Linked DNA regions of Mus musculus: region 1 is linked to region 2. A link is a contact called in public promoter capture Hi-C data. All regions are on one chromosome and are shown on one strand. Each heading gives the region's core, a stretch centred on a gene start, on an enhancer-like site or on the middle of the called end of the contact. The rest is flanking DNA. Distances are from core to core; before and after follow the strand shown.

The links. Promoter capture Hi-C pulls out the DNA fragments that hold promoters and counts their contacts.
Region 1: a contact with region 2 is called in a promoter capture Hi-C map of the HPC-7 cell line, with 2.5 times the contacts expected there. The contact joins the promoter of Gramd2 here to the promoter of Bbs4 in region 2. A contact is called at or near these places in 13 of 39 promoter capture datasets (the 3T3-L1 cell line, 3T3-L1-derived adipocytes, the C10 cell line and 8 more), 7 of 484 Hi-C or Micro-C datasets (CD4 T cells, the G1E-ER4 cell line, the HL-1 cell line and 4 more), 1 of 115 datasets of contacts at active chromatin or transcription factors (bone marrow-derived macrophages) and 3 of 9 other capture datasets (adipose tissue, macrophages and pancreatic islet).

Annotation. Positions count from the first base shown.
Region 1 is chr9:59,677,550-59,684,678 of GRCm38.p6, reverse strand. Gramd2 (GRAM domain containing 2) reads right to left here and starts at 4,525. Exons shown (of 12, transcript NM_001379375.1): 1 at 4,427-4,525. The coding sequence starts at 4,467. It overlaps Pkm (pyruvate kinase, muscle), which reads right to left. Exons shown (of 11, transcript NM_011099.4): 10 at 6,454-6,635; 11 at 5,307-5,951. The coding sequence ends at 5,845.
Region 2 is chr9:59,349,808-59,357,136 of GRCm38.p6, reverse strand. It overlaps Bbs4 (Bardet-Biedl syndrome 4 (human)), which reads left to right and starts at 3,629. Exons shown (of 16, transcript NM_175325.3): 1 at 3,629-3,727. The coding sequence starts at 3,704.

The sequences.
Region 1 (7,129 bases), core at 3,276-5,775, 330 kb before region 2:
CAGCCATTTGCCCAGGCAAACCAAGGTTGCCACCAACCTTCAGTTGGAGAAAAAGGGGAATTGATGAGATGAAATATCAGGGGGACTGGAGAGATGGCTCAGCGGTTAAGAGCATTGACTGCTCTTCCAGAGGTCCTGAGTTCAAATCCCAGTAACTACATGGTGGCTCACAACCATCTGTGATGGGATCCGATGCCCTCTTCTGGTGTACCTGAAGATAACTACAGTGTACTCATATACATACACTAAATAAACAATTCTTAAAAAAAAGGAAGAAAGAAAGAAAGAAAGAAAGAAAGAAAGAAAGAAAGAAAGAAAGAAAGAAAGAAAGAAAGGAAATGAAATACCAGAAGGGTTTGGACAACTGTTTGCTAAGCCTTTGATAGGCTATGTCAGCACATGAAAAAGGAAAGCACTTCACTGGAGACTTAAACAAAAATTTTAAGTGCTTTTTATTTCCACTTAAAAAAAAATTCCAAGCTGGTCTTAGTGATGTAAGCATGGAATCTCAGCTCCTCGGGAGATTGAGAGTTTGAGGACAGCATGGGCAATTTATGAAAACCATTTTAAAAATGTAAAGAGCTGGGAAGTCAGATGTGAGGGACCAAGGGTCAGGGTCAGGCTGGGGAGATAGCTGGGATGATCCCCGGCAGAGAGCCTGCCTTGCCAGCCCGATGACTTCAGTCCAGTTCCTGGAAGTTATGGTGCAAAGGAGAAAACTCCCCCAAAGTGTTCCTTTGGCAGGTATGAGGTGCATGCCTTTAATCTAAGCACTTAGGAAGTAGGTACTCTCCTTTGACCTCTGTGCCTGTGCCATGCACACAAGAGCTGAGACTGCACACATGCTAAAAGAGAATAGAAAAGTAAAGAGAGCTCAGTGTTGGGGGGACTGGAGAGATGGCTCAGTAGTTAAGAGCACTGACTGCTCTCCCAGAGGTCCTGAGTTCAATTCCCAGCAACCACATGGAGGCTCACAACCATCTGTAATGGGATCTGATACCCTCTTCTGGTGTGTCCAAAAACAGCTACAGTGTACTCACACAAAATAAATAAATAATTCTTTTTTTTTTTAAAAAAGAGCTCAAGTTTGTTTTTTGTTGTTTTTTGTTGTTGTTGTTGGTTTTTTTTTGTGCCATATGAAGTATAAGACTAGCCCTGGTGACATGAGGTCCCGTCTGAAAAATCAATAATAAATAGTAAAAAATATATTTTTAAATAACCCTGAAAGAGTTGGGGTTGTGACTTAATGGTAGTGTGCTTGCCTAACCCTGGAGCCGATCTTTAGAGCTGCATCCTAGGCAAATAGGTAGGTAGTAGCCTAATGTAATTTTAAACATCATCGAGGAAATACCAATTTAGAACAAAGACTGAAAGGCCGATTCAGTTACTACAAGTATTAAACCAAGCCTAAATTCTAACCAAGTCTCTCTCTCTCTTGGTTTTTGTGTGTTTGTTTGTTTGTTTTTTGTTTTTCGAGACAGGGTTTCTCTGTGTAGCCCTGGCTGTCCTGGATCTCACTCTGTAGACCAGGCTGGCCTCAAACTCAGAGATCTGCCTGCCTCCGCCTCCCAAGTGCTGGGATTAAAGGCGTGCACCATCACTGCCTGGCAAGTAATTTCTCAACTAACAAAAATGTGTAGATGTGGGAGAAAGAAGAGAGGGGAGGCAGTTTGTCCCTTTGAAGCTTATATGCTTAAGAATAACGCACACTGCCACCATAGGCAGGTACACTGTAGGGGAAACTGTTCTCAGTCATGGAGGAAGCTCATTCCTCATGTGTATGTGTGTGTGTGTGTGTGTGTGTGTGTGTGTGTGTGTGTGTGTGTGCGTGCATGTGTGCACACGTGTGTGTGTGTGTGGTAGGTGAGTATCTGTGCACATTCAAGGAGGCTAGAGGAGGATGTCTGGTGTCCTGCTCCACCACTCTCTTCAGTCCCTTGGGATGGGGTCTTTCCTAGCCTGGAGTGTGGCTCAGTGATGTCTCTTTCTCTCCCTTCTATAGTGCTGAGGTTGCACGTCTACTGGCTACACCCAGCTGGAACTCAGGCCCTCATGCTTAAGCCACGATGTTACTATCTACTGTGCCATCTCCCCAGCCTCAGGAAACTCATTCTTGGGGCTATGTGCCCTAATCCCCATCCATCCCTACATTAATAAACAGGTAGGAGGATTAATCGTAGCTTACAGGTTAGAGACTAGGGGCCGAGAGAGTGATGCCGTACAGTCTATGTGAAGAGGTACGGAGGCCAAGCCTGACCGCTATCAGGCTCATCACTGTATCCAAGATCGTTGTGGAATTAAGGGAAACCTGTCTTCTCCTCTCAGAGAAGGATGAACACATCATTCTCCAGGATCCAGACTCAAGTACTAGACACTGAAGTGGAAGTGGAACGCTACACCCTTCGTGATTTGATGGGCTCCCAAGACAAGTCACAGCAAAGGGAAAAATATGAAAAGAACCGAGGCATCTCCAGAAGTGGAGGTGGAAACTCGTTGGGTAGAACCACTGACTGTGTGGAGGGGCGGTCTCTAGGGAGCCGAAGTCACATCTCTTCTTACTTTGTGGTAAAGCAGGCTCTGAGACAGACGTGATTTGCTCCAAGTCGCAGCAAAGTGGGAAGAGCATCTGAATTCATCTCTGACTCTCAGAGTGAAGCTCTTCCTGTCAGTCTTATAAATAGGGAACGTGTCTCTCAGCAGCCAAAGCAACAGCTTAGCCAGCTTAAGGGCTGGGTGGAGTCACCTTGACAAGCACTAGCAGATCATGGGAAAGCTAGCTCCCTGGAGGCTAGCAGGCATAAACCACCCTGAATACTGTGTCCTCACCCCTAGTGGGGTCACCAGAACATCCCCAGTAAATGAATTAACATATTCACTTCTAGTCCCAGATAAAGTTTTGAGGACCAACCCGAGTTTTGAAATTTTAAAACAAGCACCAACAGTAAGGCCTGGATGAGGCTCAGTCTGACCTTTCCAGACTATTTAGAAACTTCTTGCCCTCTGGGAAGCTGAGAAAACCTTTTCTACTTGGCCCCAGCAGACACCTCCTGAATTGCTGGGGTGAAACCAGTCAGCTTTGCCCACTGGGTCTGCTCACTTGCCCCAAGGTCCCCACTAAGAACACCCTTAATGACTGCCAAACTCTAACCTTTACTCTAAGAATGCCTTTCTATGCTGCAGTCTAACTGGCCTTATGAGGAGACTGAAGAGCAGTCCACAGGGCGAGCGATACCCTCTACCCATCTCTTCTGGCAAGACTCTTGTCTTCCAGCTTTAGGAGTGGAAGGACACCTTTGCACAACCAGATACGTACGTTGAAGGAGGCAAACCCAGAGACAAAGGCTGATCACAGCTAGCCCACCCCCTCAAGCCCGTAGAGGACTGAGTGCTAACTCATCACCCTATGTACCAAGGTTGATGTGGGAACAAGATCACATTTGCCCCACCTCAATCCATCCTGGCTGGCCAGGGATGTCCAATCCTGCAGGTTTGGGGCTGGGTGGGAGCAAGAATTTACAGTTTCATCAACGGGCCGCATCTTCCCCCTAAATAATCTCATCTGCACCACTTCAAAAGTTAAATTCCCTAACTCCCCAGGGCTGGACCTGAAATCATTATGTAGTCCAAGATGACCCTGAATCTCAGCTCATGTAAGCTTCCCAGGAGCTAGCAAGCATGAACCATCTTGCATACGGTGCTGGAATTGTAGATGTGCATCACCAATGTGTTTTATGCAGTGCTAAGGACCAAATCCAAGGCCTTATATATGCTAGGTAAACACTACCTACCCTCCCAGCTCACAGTTACCATTCTTGATGTCATCTGCCATGCCGCCTCCTGTCTTCTCTCCCCCCACTTATTCTCCACTACCTGCAAGAACTTTCCTTTCCTCCCAAGCCGACTTTGAACCAGCTCTCTGGGCTTGGAGACCAGCCCCAGCCCGCCCGGGCCTGGCGCACGGGGTGCGGCCGAGTCGTGCTGGGACAGCTCCACGTTGCCTCAGAAGCAGCCGAGTGTGCTCCTAAGAGTAGATCCCGCTGGGAGTGGAGAGGAGAGGAGAGGAGCTGATTTTGCAGAGGCCCACAGGGAAGCGCCAGGCTGTGTGTGGAGACAACCGGGACTGGGGGGTCGTTATGGCGAGAAATGAATGAAACACAAATGAATGGACCGCGAGGGTGGCCGACACGAGGTGATTTCCAGAAGGGAGCGTGCCTTCCGCTCGCCTGAAGCCACCAAGACACATCGGATACATCGCACCAGACTCGCACACCTCACAGCCGGGCGGAGGCGCAGGGTCCAAGCCTAAATTTCTGCGGTTGGAAGTGCCCAGCCGGGAGGCAGAAGGCGCCTAGGCGCGGCATTCCCAGAGTCGCCCTGCCCTTCGTCGCAGCCTCCTGGACCTGGAGCCCCGGGACGCCTCCCTTACCTGCCCGCCTCGACAGGCTCGCTACGGCTCAGGGCGGTCATCGCAGCGCCTTCTCCGGGAGCCCGAGGCCGTGCGCCAGACCCAGTGCCCTCCGGGGACCGCCCACCCCGGGAAAGGCCCGCCCCCACACGCCTATTGGCCGCTCGCGCAGAATGAGCCTGGCTCAATTGGTGGAGCCTTCCCCGCTCCCAGACCGCCCTGATGGGTCCCAGCTGCAGGTAGGTCTTCAAAATTGTGAGGTCGAGGAAACCAGGGCCTGGGTCCTCAATTATGGGACTTCATATCAAAATGTTCCCTCAGGGCTCTTCATTCTACTCCGCCTTCCAACCTCCTTACCTAACCTGAGCTCTTGGTGCTGCAACATCTCAATTTCAGAGGCCTTAGCCTCTGACTAGGTGGCTGTTGGGAGTTGCCAGGGACAAGGGTCCCACCTTGTTTCTATGTACCTTATTCCTGAGGGCAACAGGAAAACAAGAGACCCTTTGTGCTTAACTGTTATGGAGGCTGAGGGTTTTGTGAAGTATCCAATCAGGGACTCATCCTACAGCGCCCTCAACAGGCCTCTACCACAGGGATCAGCCCACTATTCGACCATTCTAGGTGCTAGCTGAACCTGTCCCAGACTTTTCTAGTATTTGCCCTGAAATAGAACGGATCAGCTTCCCGATACACAGCCGCACTTTGGTGCAGGAGGCAACTTATATACTCCCAAAGTATTCAGTCTCCGGCGTCTCCAGTGGTCCCGTGCTTGAAGGTTATCTGGTGGATCCATAGCACCCAAGGCCAGGCCTCCTGGCTGTTGTCATTCTCAATTGCTCAAAGGGCAGGGCTCGACCACCACTACCAACCCCCGGAAAAAAACAAAACAAAACACAACACAGGTGCTTCAGCTGCTGTTTATTGACATTCAGGTGGGCACTATAGCAACAGGCCTGGAGACTCTGCAGAATACAAGGTGGAGAGTGGAGTGTCTGCAGTGACAGAAGTGGAGTGCACAAGAAGTGGGGAGGCCAAAGCTGTTGGGAAAGCAGGTCAGGGCCAGGGCCAGAAGTCGTCATCTACACTGGGACCCTGGGCCCCACACCCTCAGCCCCTACTCTTTTGCTGTCTCCTGACTCCAGGCTAGGGCTGGGAATTCTGACAACTTTCTACAGAAGCAAAGCCCAGAGATGCTGCCGCCCTTCTGTGATAAAGTCAGGGTTTCCAGTCCTGCATTCCTCCTCCACCCCTGGCTCAGGTAGGGCCCTGAATAATAGCTGGTCTCTATTGCATGTTTTAGAGGCATTAATTTTCCCTGGTGTCCCAGCCCACCAGCGCCACACTATGGCCCAGAGTGAGCACTACAAGCGTTGCTGGCCTAATGGAAAGGATAGGGGAGGGGAAGGGACAGGGGCTAGAAGAGGGGCTCCAGAGGGCCATCAAGGTACAGGCACTACACGCATGGTGTTGGTGAATCCAGAGCCAGGGCGCCACCCGGTCAGCACAATGACCACATCTCCCTTCTTGAAGAAGCCTCGGGCCTTGCCTGGGGGGAAAAGGAGGTTGGTGAGTAGAGGTATACACTTGAGGAAAACTGCAAAGCCCCACAGTCCTAATTGATCACACAAAGTGGCACTTTTCCCAACCCAGACACAAATCCAACAAGGCAGGTGCAGATAACTGCCCTAATAATCCTCGTCTGGGTAGGGGAGCAGGTTGACAGTTACTTCTTCTCACCACAAGATGGTGCAAGCCTCCTAGCCTAAACAAGGGCTGAGGCTGAACTCAGAATGCAGAGACCTTTGGACACCATTCAGTTTATACTCTAGAGAGTCAGGGTCAGCTGCCTCCTTGTCTCTATATAGGAATAAGGCCACAAAAGCTTGTGTTCCCCACCCTCTAACCCCACCCTGCTCAGGACAGTAGCTCCAGCTAATCTTACAACTGGGTGATAAAACAGATAGGCCCAGCCCATGACTTCAGGAAGTGGTAGTTTTAGGGTCCCCATTTATTAGCACTTCATCATTCCCTTGTTTCCAGCTACATACCAACATCCATGGCCAAGTTTACACGAAGGTCGACATCCTCAGCCCAGGCATTCAGCACGGCATCCTTACACAGCACAGGGAAGATGCCACGGTACAGATGGGCCTGGCGAGCAGTCTGGGGATTTCGAGTCACGGCAATGATAGGAGCCCGAGGGCGGTACCTGGCCACTTGGTGAGCACTCCTGAGATGGAAACAGGTTGGAAAGACTGACCGTTAAACATGTCATAAGACCCTTTCAGTAAGCCTAAGCCAAAAGTAATACCCTCTAATTCAACTCTGGACCACAGGCTTTGCCCACTGACAACTGTTTCAAGGTCTGGCCTGCCCCTCAGACCTGTCCTGTCTTTTCTAAGATGATTATCCTGCTCTCAGTATGGGCAGTCCTATAGGAGCATGGCTGGTAGAATTCTTCCCACAAATGAACCCTTCCATCTGGCAGTGAGGCAGCTTTGGCCCAATCTCAGCAGAACCCACTCCTGTAGCTGCCAGCAACTTTTACAATCCAAGTACCATGTGCCTAGCTCCTGACTTCTTCTGCAAAGAACAGCAGCAGAGTTACCAGGCCCTGGAAGCCAACAATGTTCACCATAACACTATACTGTTCTCCTATGGGAGTCCTAGCAGCTAATGTTAAAAGAAACCTCAGAATTTCTATGGTTTTAGAAATCTGGGTGG
Region 2 (7,329 bases), core at 2,380-4,879:
TGTGTGCAGGAATCCACAGAGGCCAGTAAACAGTGAAAAGTCCTCTAGTACTAGAGTTACAGATGGTTGTGAACAGATGGTTATAAAGGTTCTCTGCCATGTGACAGTGTAGGGTCCAGAACCCTTATCAGAGAGATAGTGTAGTCTGATATAAGCTGTGTCAGTAAAATGGGAAACCACCAAAGAAATCAAACCTGATTCCTTTGAAGAGCAGCACGTACTCTTAATCACGATACCATTGCTCCAGCTTCATCTGTTATCTTTTGAGTAAAAATTACAGAAATTTAACTATAAAAAGGAGCACCTTTGGGGAAAAAAAAAAGGTCTCCTACAACATTCCCCACAGTGACCAGGTCAGGGGATAACTTGGTACAATTGCATTTCATTCACTTCCTAAGTAAATAACTTAATACATGTGTATACATGATTGTTTTTATTATTACAATATGACATTTACTAAAAATAGAGGGATTGTAAAGTCCCTGGGAAATACCTTGGAAAATGTGAAGGCCAACTTACCTTCGCTGGCATGGACAACTCTTCTCTCTGGACAGTCCCTTCACTTGGGACTGTCATCTGGATGTTATCTGGAAAACACACACACACACACACACACACACACACACACACACACACACACACCATAACAGCTCAAGGTACAATCTGTAATTTCCCAGAGATCTTTGCTTCATAAGGACAAAGATCTATGGATTTAGTCTACACAGCTGAACTGAGTGGATATAGTAGCTCATTGATAAGCATGATCAAACTACTGCTGGACCATCCCTTCTGATGGGAAAGTTGGAGAAAAGAGGAATGGGGGACAAAACTTTTGGCCTCTCTCAGTAATGAGAGTAATGTCTAGGACATGTGCACCAACCATGTTTGATGGGTGAGTACTAAAATGAAGCATAAGGTAACACAGGACTTCTATCATGTCTTCAGGCCATTCTGAAGTCCAGGAAGATTGACACTTTCTCAAGAACCTCTCAAACCTATGTCAATGCCCACTACCTGAAATATGCAGAATTTTCATTTGTAATTGACCAAATGGGAATTTAAACTCAATAGTCCACACAGCATACTAGACAAATAGATTTGACAGAAGGTACACAACATAATTACATTCACCCACTCATCCTTTAAAAGACAATAAGTTGCTGAACAGTGGATGATGATATCAGTTTACTCTAAGTAAACTACACACATGTAGTTCTGTTGATCTGAAGGTGCATTCTTTTCATTTAGCTGCTTTGAAGCTGTCTGGCTTTCTTGTGTCTATTAAAATTACCTGATGGGCTTTTCATTTCTTGTTCGTTGGTTTTGTGTCTTGCATGCCATTATACTTATGTAGTAACCACTTACGCCAATATGTCCCACTTCTTTTACAATTGTTTTATATTTATGTATTTTGTGTTCTGAGTGTTTTGCTTGCATTTATGTTCTTGCACACATGTGCCTGGTGCTTGTGGTAGTCAGAAGACGATCCCTAAAACTGCCATTGTGGGCAGTGTCAGCCTTAGTGTGGCGCTGGGAGACAGCCCAGGCTCCTCTGCAAGAGCATGGGTGCTTAACCACTAAGCCATCTTTCCACTGTCTCTTTGTTTTTAAAGGATTTATTGTCTTCATGTAGATGAAGGACTGTTTATATGTTCACCACAGAAGCCAGAAGGGTACCATGTTACAAGCACTAGAGAGCTGCGTGCCTGACATGGATGCTGGGAACTGAACCCCAGTCCTCTACAAGAGCCACAGGTGTTCTTACCTGACCCATCACTCCACAAATGGTAGCATACCATAAATTCCTTACCTTTTTCATAGGTAACCTCTACCTGCTTTTTTTCTTTTAAATCTTCAAGACCGGGCTGGCCTATTTTGAGGGTTATCCTCCTGCCTCTGCCTCCTGAATGCTTGGATTACAGACTAGTGTCACTGTGATCAGCTTGTTTGTTTTGGAGATAAGGTCTTAGCATGTGGCCAAGCCTAATCTGTAACCCATATGTAGCCCACGGTAGCCCACATTCCTGGAAGCCCTATTGCTTTCAGCCTCCTGAGTGCTTGGATTGCACGTATGAGCCAGTGTGCTTGGACTCTTCTTTCTACTCTTCTACTTCTGTCTGTCCACCCATCCATCCACCCATCTATCCAGAAACAGGATTTCATCTATCTATGTCTGTCTGTCTGTCTGTCGACAGGATTTTATGAAGCCAGGCAGGCTAACCTGGAACTCACTATGTTACTAATACTGTTTATGAAAGTCTGATCTGTCTGCAGCCTCTCAAATGCTGGTGTGTGCCTCCACCTACCTGGTTTTCCATTTCTTGTGCCATCTCTTTTTTCTAAGGAAAGTAGTCTCTCTTAGATTATCATTTTTTGGCATCCATTTTATTTTATTTTAAACGTTTTGAGAAAAGGTCTTGTTACATAGTCCTGACTGTCCTTCCTGGAACTTTGTGTAGATCAGGCTGGTCTCAGACTCACAAAGATCCATTTGCCTCTGCCTTCCAAAGAGCAGGCATTGGCAGGCGGATTTCTGAGTTCGAGGCCAGCCTGGTCTACAGTGTGAGTTCCAGGACAGCCAGGGCTACACAGAGAAACCCAGTCTCGAAAACAAACAAACAAACAAACAAACAAACAAGTATGTCCATGTAGAGTAAAATTACAGTTCTAAACAGCCTACCTCTGCTCTTTGCTTGCCTGCTATACAGTTCTCTTCCCTAGAGAGAACCACTTTTAGTATTTAAATATCCTAGAAATATTTTCTTTCTTTTTTTTCTTTTTTGAGACAGGGTTTCTCTGTATAGCCTTGACTGTCCTGGAACTCACTTTGTAGACCAGGCTGGCCTCGAACTCAGAAATCCACCTGCCTCTGCCTCCCGAGTGCTGGGATTAAAGGCATGCACCATCACGCCCAAGTTGAAATATTTTCTAATAAAGAATTATGTACATAATATTCTTAGTTTTGCTTTCTTCTTATTAACATAGACACTGTATGCATTTCTTGCACATTGTCCTTATCTGATAATAGAATACCTTGGCAATTCTCTTACCATGTAAATAGTTGTCTCTTTTCAGATGCCACACAATATGAACTTATCATTTATTTGATTTCTACTGTTGGGTATTTAGGTTGTTTTTTTGGGTGTTGGTTATTCCAAACAATGATACATCGGATACCTCTGTATGTAAAGCCATGTCTTATGTCTATATGTATAGAATAAATTCCTATAATTGAAACAGTTGGGTTAAGGTTATAAGCATTTTTAATTTTGGTAGTTGTGGCTAAGCTGCTCTTATTGGAAGCTTGACCAATTTGTTTCCACTGGCGATGAAAGCATATTTTCCTCACAAAATGTCATTGAAAAACTTTGTTGCCAATGTAAGGCTTAGACCAAATCTCTTGGAAACATAAGTTATAAACTTCGTTGTCTACTATCTAACTGACACGCTCCACTCTAAATTCGTCCAGCCCGGTGCAGAGCTATCTAAGCTCTGGCTGCGAGTCCCCTCACCTATTCCTTCCGAGCTAAGCCATCCATCTGTGGCTGAGACCCTGGAACTCACTGACCTCACAGCCTGACCTTCCACTCACAACTCCTTAGGGGCTCAGGTTCCTCCTTCCTTCCCTGGCTTTGACTTCCTGCTCAGCTGGTCGCCCGGGAAACGGTCGGCTTCCGGTCGCGAAGCGGTGGGCGGAGCCAAGATGGCTGAAGTGAAGCTTGGGATGGTAAGCGGGGAGATTCTCGGAGGCTTAGCGGCGGCCTCAGGGCGGAGCGTCGTGGCGGGGCCGGGCCAGGCGGGGCCAGGCCGGGGCGGCCAGCGGGGCTGGGGTGGCGGGGCCGGGGCGTACGCCAAGTAGTCCCTCCGGGAGGCGGCGCGGTCCAGCTCCCCGCCTGGCTGGGCGTTTGGCGAATGCTGACCTGTGTGCAGCGCTTCGTCTGTTTTGGGATTGGGCAGAGAAGAGAGGTTTTTTGGAAATGGTGTTTTTCCTACTCTTAGGATTTGAGGGTGGGCGTGAGGTGGGGGTTACTGCACCTTCATTAGGCAGTTTTTGATATCCCATAGATTGGTAATTTAATTGGATGAAGCCTGGAACCATTCAGCGCCCCTGCCCTCTCACTGCGACTGGCTTGTTTTCCCAGCTGCGATTAGATTTCGGAAAAGCCCTGTTTCAGAACTCAGCTGGTTTAAATCGTTAGTTAATTCTACAACAGCCTCTGTGAATTCAGGCTGACCCAGAAGTAACTGGCTTTTTGCATCACTCATGACCTTGCTTGTTTGTGACAGTCTTGTATGTACATGGTATTTGCACCTGTAGTTCATGTTGGCTACGGATTAGCCACCTTTAATCCCCTGACTTCTGGGATTTACAGGAGTGCGTCATCACTCCTAGCTCCTTTTTTTTGGATTGACTTATAGTTGTATGTTTATGAGGTACAGTGTGATGATACGTCGGTACAAAGTGTACTGTGTGTGATGGTCAAGTCAGGGTCATTACCATTTCCATCTCAGCATATAAACTGTTGCAAACAGTAGCCCCCACATAAGCATTTGCTTCTGTCTGTTGGTATTTGGCTCCTGTTATTGAATATTATTGAATGTTTCTCTCCATCTTTTCCCTTTCCTAACTTTTGGTGACCTCTTGTTCTACTCTCTATTTCCATGAAATCAACTTTGTTTGTTCCTTTTTGTAAAGATAGGGTTTATTTGTGTATCCCCAACTGACCTAGAACTAGAGAGTAGACTAGGCTGCCTGGGATTAAAGGTGTGTGCTACCCCGTTGAGATCAGCTTTTTTAGTTTCCACATAGGAGTGAGAACATGCTTTGGCTTTCTCTGCCAGGCATATTTTACTTAGCATAATTTTTCCACAGTACTACAGATTACACCTTATTCTTTTTCATGTCTAAATAATACATGCATACTCCTGGAGTCTAGGAATCTCTTCACAAACCACACAAACACTGATCGCAGTCAGACAGGGATAGTTTATTGAGCAGATGCCCCAGGACTGGTCAACTAGGGCCATGGTCCAGATTCGGGAACTGAACCATGACCCCAAGTTAAGATCTTACAGGGTTTTTAAGCCCCAAATCCACAAACATCTGTGCCAAATTATTTCACCAATCAGGATTTAGGGATAGGATTTCCTTAGGAACATGTTTTGTTGTGCATTTACCCTGCTCCCATTGGTTGGGGTATTCAACTGTGGCAGGAAACCTGCCTTGTCTAATATTCATGTCCTAACTTCTCTACCAGGATGGGACTTGTCTAATATTCATGTCTTAACTTGCCAACCAGGATGTCAGTTACCTGTGTACATGTCTCTTTCTGCCAAGTAGGATGTCAGTTCCCAGGGAGGTTTTGGGAACATAAACTTTACTCGACCACTACTCAGAATGGAAGTTTTATTCCAAATAGTTTCTTATATTGGGGCGGGTATCTTTCTTATGTTGGGGTCCATCTCGGGGGCAGCTTATACCATAAAAACTTGAACACAGGTACAGGAAATACTGTTGGGTGGTTGGTTCAGATCCAAGCTTATTGTGGGTAACTATATAAAACAGTCCTATTGACTTTTTATTGTGACTGGTTTTCAAGGGCACAGAACATAACAGAATATGTAATCAATCTTGGCATCAGAAAGTTTCCTAGCAACAGCAGAGAGATAGGAGAGAGTTTCCTTATAATGGCAGGGTAGTCAAGTATCTGTTACCTAGGCCTTAACATATTACCTAGGCTTTAACAGTCCATCTAGACCTTAATATTTTACCTAGGCCTTAACACATACCACAGTTTATTTACCCATTTGTTATTTATCCATCCTTGGGCAACTCCATTGACTATGTACTTTGATACTGTGAAGAATGCTGCAGTAGATGAAGAACACAGTATCTCTTTGGTAGAATGAGTGTATTTTATTTTGGTATGTACTCAGTAGGAGGATAGCTGGATCATAGGATGTTTTGTTGATTTGAGATAGGGTCGTCTTATATAGCCTAGGCTAGGATCAGACTACAGTTCTCTTGCCTCAGTACCAAGGTGCTGGGATCATAGGTATATGCCATTGGGCAAGGACTGATTATTCTATTTTTAGCTTTTTGACAGTAGTTGATTTTTGAGGACTATGTTTGTAATTGTATTTAACTTCGGAGACATCCCTAATAAAAACATGAAGCCTTGTCCTTTACTTTTTACTTTTTTTTACTTTTTACTGTTGGGTTTCAAACCCTGTCCTGAACTAATGAATGATTTTAGTGGTTTTTTTTTTTATATTGTCTTTTGAAAAACACCATGGAAAACAGACAAATTAGTTGCTTCTGGTTGACAGTCTTATAATGCAGTGTTGTCTCTTGTAGGGGTCTCTTTTGTTTGCCATTTTATTTGCAGAGTGATACCAGCAGAATACTCAGTACAGAGAAGAAATCTCAGTGCATAAGCTAAAAGATAAATAATAATCTGCTTAATGTTCTAGGTTTACGATACTGGCACCATTATTGTGGGATATCCACCAGAGAAGACTGATCAGTCTCGGATTTAAGGCAATAGAAAGTCTATTAGTTGGTTGGCAGGTGACTATACTGGGTGCTCAGGATCCCAGTGTAGCCCTGAGTCCTTCTCAGGATGAGGTTTTAAGCACAAAAACCATATTTTGAGTTGACATACTTCAGTTAACAAAAACAGTTAGCCAGAAGCAGAACTACAGAAGCCGGAAAAAAAGGTTAGCACATTTAGAGACTTTTCTAGAATTATGGACTTTGGATTAGGCCTTTGTTTTACTTTTGACAGGTGACAATGTGTATATGCTGAGTTTATGGCTTTTTTTTTTTTTAATTTTTTTTGTTTTTTTGAGACAGGGTTTCTTTGTATAGCCCTGGCTGTCCTGGAACTCACTCTGTAGATCAGGCTGGCCTCGAACTCAGAAATCTGCCTGCCTCTGCCTCCCGAGTGCCGGGATTAAAGGCGTGCGCCACCACGAGTACAGTTTGTGTGTGTGTGTGTGTGTGTAGGTGCACATATGCCACAGCATGCATGTAGAGGTTAGAAGACATCTTTTAGAAGCCAGTTCTCTATCTCCATTGTGAGTTCCAGTGATTGAACTCAGACTGTCAGGCTTGTAAGGCAAACACTTTTACTGCTGAGCCATCTCAGCCCATAAAACCAATGGGTCCTTCTTTCTTTAAAAAGTGTTTTATATTTTATTTGTGTGTGTGTGTGTACATGTGTGCATGCTTGCACATGTGTGAAGTAGCACACTAGCGGAGGTCCGAGGACGACCTTCTGCCCTATGGATCCTGAGGATTGAACTCAAGTCATTAGACTTAGTGGC